Linked DNA regions of Sus scrofa: region 1 is linked to region 2. Evidence: chromatin contacts called from public HiChIP or PLAC-seq data. All regions are on one chromosome and are shown on one strand. The core of a region is the stretch at or near the end of the contact, and the rest is flanking DNA. Distances in the headings are between cores, read along the strand shown.

Region 1 (2,700 bases), core at 100-2,599, 240 kb after region 2:
GCATTTAAAATAGCCCGATGGGGTATTTACTCACAGATGCTGTGTTAAATTGGGATTAAAGAGAGTAAAATTCCAGAGATCCTTAGAAGACTCCAGGAATTCTTGGCAGGAGCAGAGAGTGGCATGACTCAGGGTGAGAAGTTTGTCTCAAAGTACAACATATAAGAGGCGAGGGCTGTTGTCACAGCGGCCTGGGGATGCTAAGCAGTGCAGACTCTGGGAGGCTAAGATGCAGGGAACTTGCCTTTTAAATTGCAGGACCAAACTGAACAGAAGAAAATAGGCTAGTTTTTCTCTTAACTGATTAGGAGACATTGAATGCTATTCCATGTATCCAAATGTCATGAAATGCAGTTTTTCTGTTCATGAGCAAATGGCATATAGGGAGAGTAAACTCAAATCTCACGTGCAAGGTCACAGCTCTGCGCCCAGGCAGCATTTCTCCATCCACCAGGCATGGAGGAGAGACAGGCTCGGGGCAGAGGCGGGGGCTTCCATCTGCCATTCAGATGTTCCCGATTTAGGTCCAACGGGGCTGCAGGGCAATCACCGCAGGGAGTAGAGTTGAGAGACAGGAGCTCTGTCCTCCAGGATCAGTTCTTAGATCTGCACACATTGTGATCTCTCATCCCTGAGCTTCTCTGACTCCCCCTAACTTCCCCCACGCACGCCACTCTCGCCATCCCTGAGTCCCAGATGCATTGCAGAAGCCTGGAGGCTCGGCTGAGGGTGAGAGGCATGCAAAATAGGAAAGAAGTATAGCAAAGTTATTAACCGCCCAGGTTTGGGCATCAAAAAGTCTGTGTTCAAATTCAGTCTCCACAATGCAATTAGTTGCGAATCACAAATAAGTCATTTTCTTCTTTTTAAGCAGAATTTTTACGCTTGCAAAAGACTAGCATTAGTTGGAGTTCCTGTTGTGGCTCAGGGGGTTAAGAACCCGACTAGTATTCATGAGGATGCAGGTTCCATCCCTGGTCTCGCTCAGTGGGTTAAGGACCCTGCACAGCATAGGCCACAGATGCGGCTAGGATCTGTGTTGCTGTGCCTGTGGTGTAGGTCAGCGGCTGCATCTCCAATTAGATATTAGACCTCCTAGCCTGGGAACTTCCATATGCCTCGGGTGCAGCCCTAAAAAAAAAAAAAAAAGAAAGAAAGAAAGAAAGAAAGAAAAAGAAAAAAGAAGAAAAAAAAAAAAAAGACTAGCACTGGTCTTGAAGGGCTTTTGGAGTTTTGCATATTGAATGAAATACTCTACTTAAAATGTTTAGTGCGCCTGCTCTCCTTAGTACGTGCTCAGCATGTGGTCCTGGGTATCAGAATGTGCCTGTACCCATGTCCTGAGCCAACACTAGGACTAAACAGTGCTGTCTGTGCCCTTCTTTGCTTCTCTCTCCTAGCAACCCCAACTCAAACACTAGCTACTGAAATACTAAACCCCGTTAATAGGCAGCTTCATCTCTGAGACACCTCCACAGTGCAGCATGGACCCCACTTTGACCTCCACTGCCATGTTTTCCTGCTAATTTTCTGGTTAATCCAACAATTTGAACAAGAGTGTTATCCCTGCCCCCCACCCCCACCCCCCCATCTCCCACCGGAAGACAGACATGCCAGCAACTGGTGGGGAGCTAGGGTCATGGCAGCACAGAGGTAAATCTTGCCCAAGAAACCCTGTAGGAGAGCCCACAAAAGAAAGAGGCTCTTAGCCAAAGGAGATTTTATTTTGCAGTTTCCAAAAGGTAAGGGAACACTTCCAACTTTTTTTTTTTGTTTGCTTATAGGCTCGGAATTTAAACATAGGACACTGAATGGCCAGAACCTTGGCCCACCCCTGAGTACCCGGGGCAGGTTGCCAGCACCAGGAGTTCGAGTTTCTGCCCAGTAGGCTTGTAACCTGAACTTTCTATTTCTAAAATCCCAGTTCTCAGTAGCCAGCACACATTTTGAGCCACAAAATTCTGAGAATTATTGCCCTTGTCAGCTGCTAAGTCACATGCCCTTCAGTCTGCTCCCTGCTCCTGGTATAATAGTACTTCTGTTAGAGCCTATGAATTTCACTGTCACATAAAAATTGGCAACTCTTTTAATACCACCCAAGGCTTGCCATAATCACCCAGAAATATACCGTCGGGGCTGTCATAATTCATCCATTTTTAGGATCCCTCAGGATCTCCAAATACAATGACTGATAGCAAATTAATAGATACTTTGGATCTTCCCATTTAACTTCATCAAAGAACTGACCCCCAGGATGAAAATTTCGTTTAATTAGGATAATATTTCATATTTAAAGAGTGCCTCCAAGCCAAGAAGCCCAGAGATCTTATCTCTTCATTTTCTTTCTTTTTTTTTTTTTCTTTTTTTGCTTTTTTAGGGCTGCACCCTCAGCATATGGAGGTTCCCAGGCTAGGGGTCTGTCTAGTCGGATCTGCAGCTGCTGGCCACAGCCACAGCAAAGGGGGATCCGAGCCGCATCTTCAACCCACACCACAGCTCACCGCAATGCTGGATCCTTAACCCACTGAGTGAAGCCAGGGATCGAACCTGCAACCTCACTGTTCCTAGTCAGATTTGTTTCCACTATGCCATGACAGGAACTGCTATCCCTTTATTATCAAAGCCGCATTGCCCGTCACTCAGAGCCAACTCTTAGAGAACAGGCATGTTTGTCCCCATTTTGTGGATGAAAAGAGCTTG
Region 2 (2,700 bases), core at 96-2,595:
TGGGTGGAGGAAGGCTCTGTCCTTGGCTGGCTTTCCTTCGACCTCTGGTATGTGGTCTGGCCTTTCTGGACAGCAATGGCGTACTGGCCTTGACTAATGGGGTGCTTTGTACCCAGATCACTTTTGCGGGGAGTAGAAAAAAAAAACACCATGGGAATTCCCATTGTGGCTCAGCAGTAGCACACCTGACTAGTATCTATGAAGTCGATCCCTGGCCTCGCTCAGTGCATTAAGGATCCGGTGTTGCCCTAAGATGTGGTGTAGGTCACAGACGTGGCTAGGATCCTGCATTGCTGTGGCTGTGGTGTAGTCTGGCAGCTGCAGCTCCAGTTTGACCCCTAATCTGGGAATCTCCATATGCTGCAGGTGTGGCCCTAAAAAGCAAACAAAACAGAAAAACAAACAAAAAACAAAAAAACACGCCCCTCTGAGGAGTGGACAAGTCTTTGCTCCAGGGCACCCAACATCCTTTGCTCAGTCACTGGAGCTCATGAACCAGGCCTGATGCATCCTTCCTTCTGCAGTTTTTAATTAGGGGGAGGGGGGAGAGTGGCCTGGTAGAAACTGGCTGTGGTTCTGGACCCAGAGGGATCCTGGACTTGGTCTCGGGCAGCAGGGTCAGGGAGGGGGCCAGAGGGCCAGGGCTCGGCTTGGCACCCAGGCCAATGGAAGTTGACTGTGGCCCCTGCCTCCAGAACTCCTCGGTGCCCCCTGCTTCTGGCCAGTGCATCACTGGGTCCTGGCAGCCCCAGGCAGAAGATAAGTCTGTTCCAACATCCATCAGTAACAGAACAGCTGCACCTTCCCCAGCTCAGGAACAGGAGCCTCCCTAAACCAGATCAGCGGGTTTATATGGACAGAGTTCAGGCTGGTGGGAACTGGACTCTCGGTGGAAAGACTGACATCTGTCCCCTCCTGGGACCCCACCCTGCTCAGTCTTTTCCTTAAAGTCCACTGGAGCAGAAAAAGCACCTTCTTTTCTGGGGCAGCTGCTCCGCTAGCTTCCAACATGTTGTGCTCTGAGTTCATAAAATCAGATGCATCAAAGGGAGAAGAAGCTGCGAGTGCTCAGCCCACGGGGACAGGAGGCTTCAGAGACTCCAGTTGGCTTTTTTCTTTCCACGTGTGTCAGATGTGTCATCTCAGAGCCCTGGCCCGTACTGGCTCTTCTGCCAGGGAAGGGAAAGCAGAGCTGTGGTGGGGTGCCCCTTGGGCTGGGAGGATGCTGTAAATGGGGTGACAGGCGCTCCGAGAGAAGTGCCAATAACCAAATCAAACATGAGCGCAGTCGCACATGTCATCATGATATGATGTAAGTCGGGCTGGGTCTGGGCCCAGCTGTGGCCTTGAAGGCTAGACAGGGAACATTCTGTGCTTGGGAGCCTTCTCCTTCAGCTGCTTGCAGGAACTGCCTGGTCTCGAAGCCGAGTCTCAATGCTCTGATTCAGTGGCCATGTCAGCGCCACAGCAGGCACGGGCTGCTCTTGTTGAAAAAATAGCAGCTCTTCTGCTGACTTCAGTTTACAAAGAGACAGGAGAGTCCATCCAGCCTCCTCCACTGTTCATACTTGACCTTGTCTCATCCCTCCAAAGTCAAATATTGCCTTTGAAAAATACTTGGCAAGGGCAAAAAACAATAGGTTCCACAGGAGCCTGAGGCATTGGTGGGGAAAGCTGAATGTAGTTTACTTTTGTTTGGGGACAGATGATTCATTTTCTTAGTTCATAAACAAAACCTATAAAAAAAAGTCTGGCTTCTACCCTTGCTCCCATCAATCCCAACCCAAGTGAACCCTTATATTGGTTTCTTGAGCCTCTTTAACAAACATGAGCAGATGTGTGTATTTATATATTAAAAAAATATTTTTTCCTTTTTCTTCCACAGAAAATAAAATGCACATGGTTCATAAAAGAATGGATGTTCAATCTCACTTTTTTTTGTCCTTGTCTTTTTTTTGAGGGCTGCACCCACGGCATATGGAGGTTCCTAGGCTAATCAGAGCTATAGCCGCCAGCCTACATCACAACCACAGCAACACGGGATCCCAGCCGAGTGGATGACCTACACCACAGCTCACGGCCACACCAGATCCGTAATGCACTGAGCAAGGCCAAGGATCAAACCCGCAACCTCATGGTTCCTAGTCGGATTCATTAACCACTGTGCCACAACGAAGTCTCCCTCAATCTCACTTCTGTTAGGAGAAATGCAAATTGAAATGACCATGAAATAGGATCATTGTTGGCAAGGCTGACAAAAGTTAGCATTCTATACAAACTGTTTTGGACTTTGCTTTTCTTACCTAGTTGTATATCTTGGAGATCTTTCAAATTGGGGCGTAAAATGTGTCTTTACTCATTTTTACAGCTTTATAGTATCCTACTTATGGACATACCATAAATTTCTTTAACTAGTCTCCTATCCATGGACCCTAAGGTTGCTTTGAATCTTTTCCTGCTACAAACAGTGCCACCCAGAACACTTCCTGTTAAGTCTGGTACATCTGTAGGAGAAATCCTGGCAAGGATGATTGCTGGGTCAAATGGTAAGTGTGTTTATAATATTTATAAGGTTTTCCAGTTATCCTCAATGGGATGATGCAACATACACAACCGCTAGCAGTCAATTAAAGACCCTCCTTCTCCACAGCCTTGCCACGTAGGCATTTCATTGCAGTTTTAACTTGCATGTCTCTTATT

What was found. HiChIP or PLAC-seq counts read pairs in DNA pulled down with a chosen protein or histone mark.
Region 1: an H3K27ac HiChIP or PLAC-seq map of skeletal muscle shows a contact between it and region 2. The contact joins two enhancer-like sites. A contact is called at or near these places in 2 of 47 Hi-C or Micro-C datasets (both in liver) and 2 of 2 datasets of contacts at active chromatin or transcription factors (alveolar macrophages and skeletal muscle).

The regions. Positions count from the first base shown.
Region 1 is chr14:56,567,107-56,569,806 of Sscrofa11.1, forward strand. No RefSeq gene overlaps it. Among named protein-coding and RNA genes, the nearest start is that of IRF2BP2, 23 kb to the left of the region's middle. Within about 2 kb of position 1,350, at least 6 of the 83 cell types and tissues checked have an H3K27ac peak or open chromatin away from gene starts, as enhancers often do. A contact at or near this core is called in skeletal muscle, where this site is marked.
Region 2 is chr14:56,328,121-56,330,820 of Sscrofa11.1, forward strand. No RefSeq gene overlaps it. Among named protein-coding and RNA genes, the nearest start is that of IRF2BP2, 220 kb to the right of the region's middle. Within about 2 kb of position 1,346, at least 10 of the 83 cell types and tissues checked have an H3K27ac peak or open chromatin away from gene starts, as enhancers often do. A contact at or near this core is called in skeletal muscle, where this site is marked.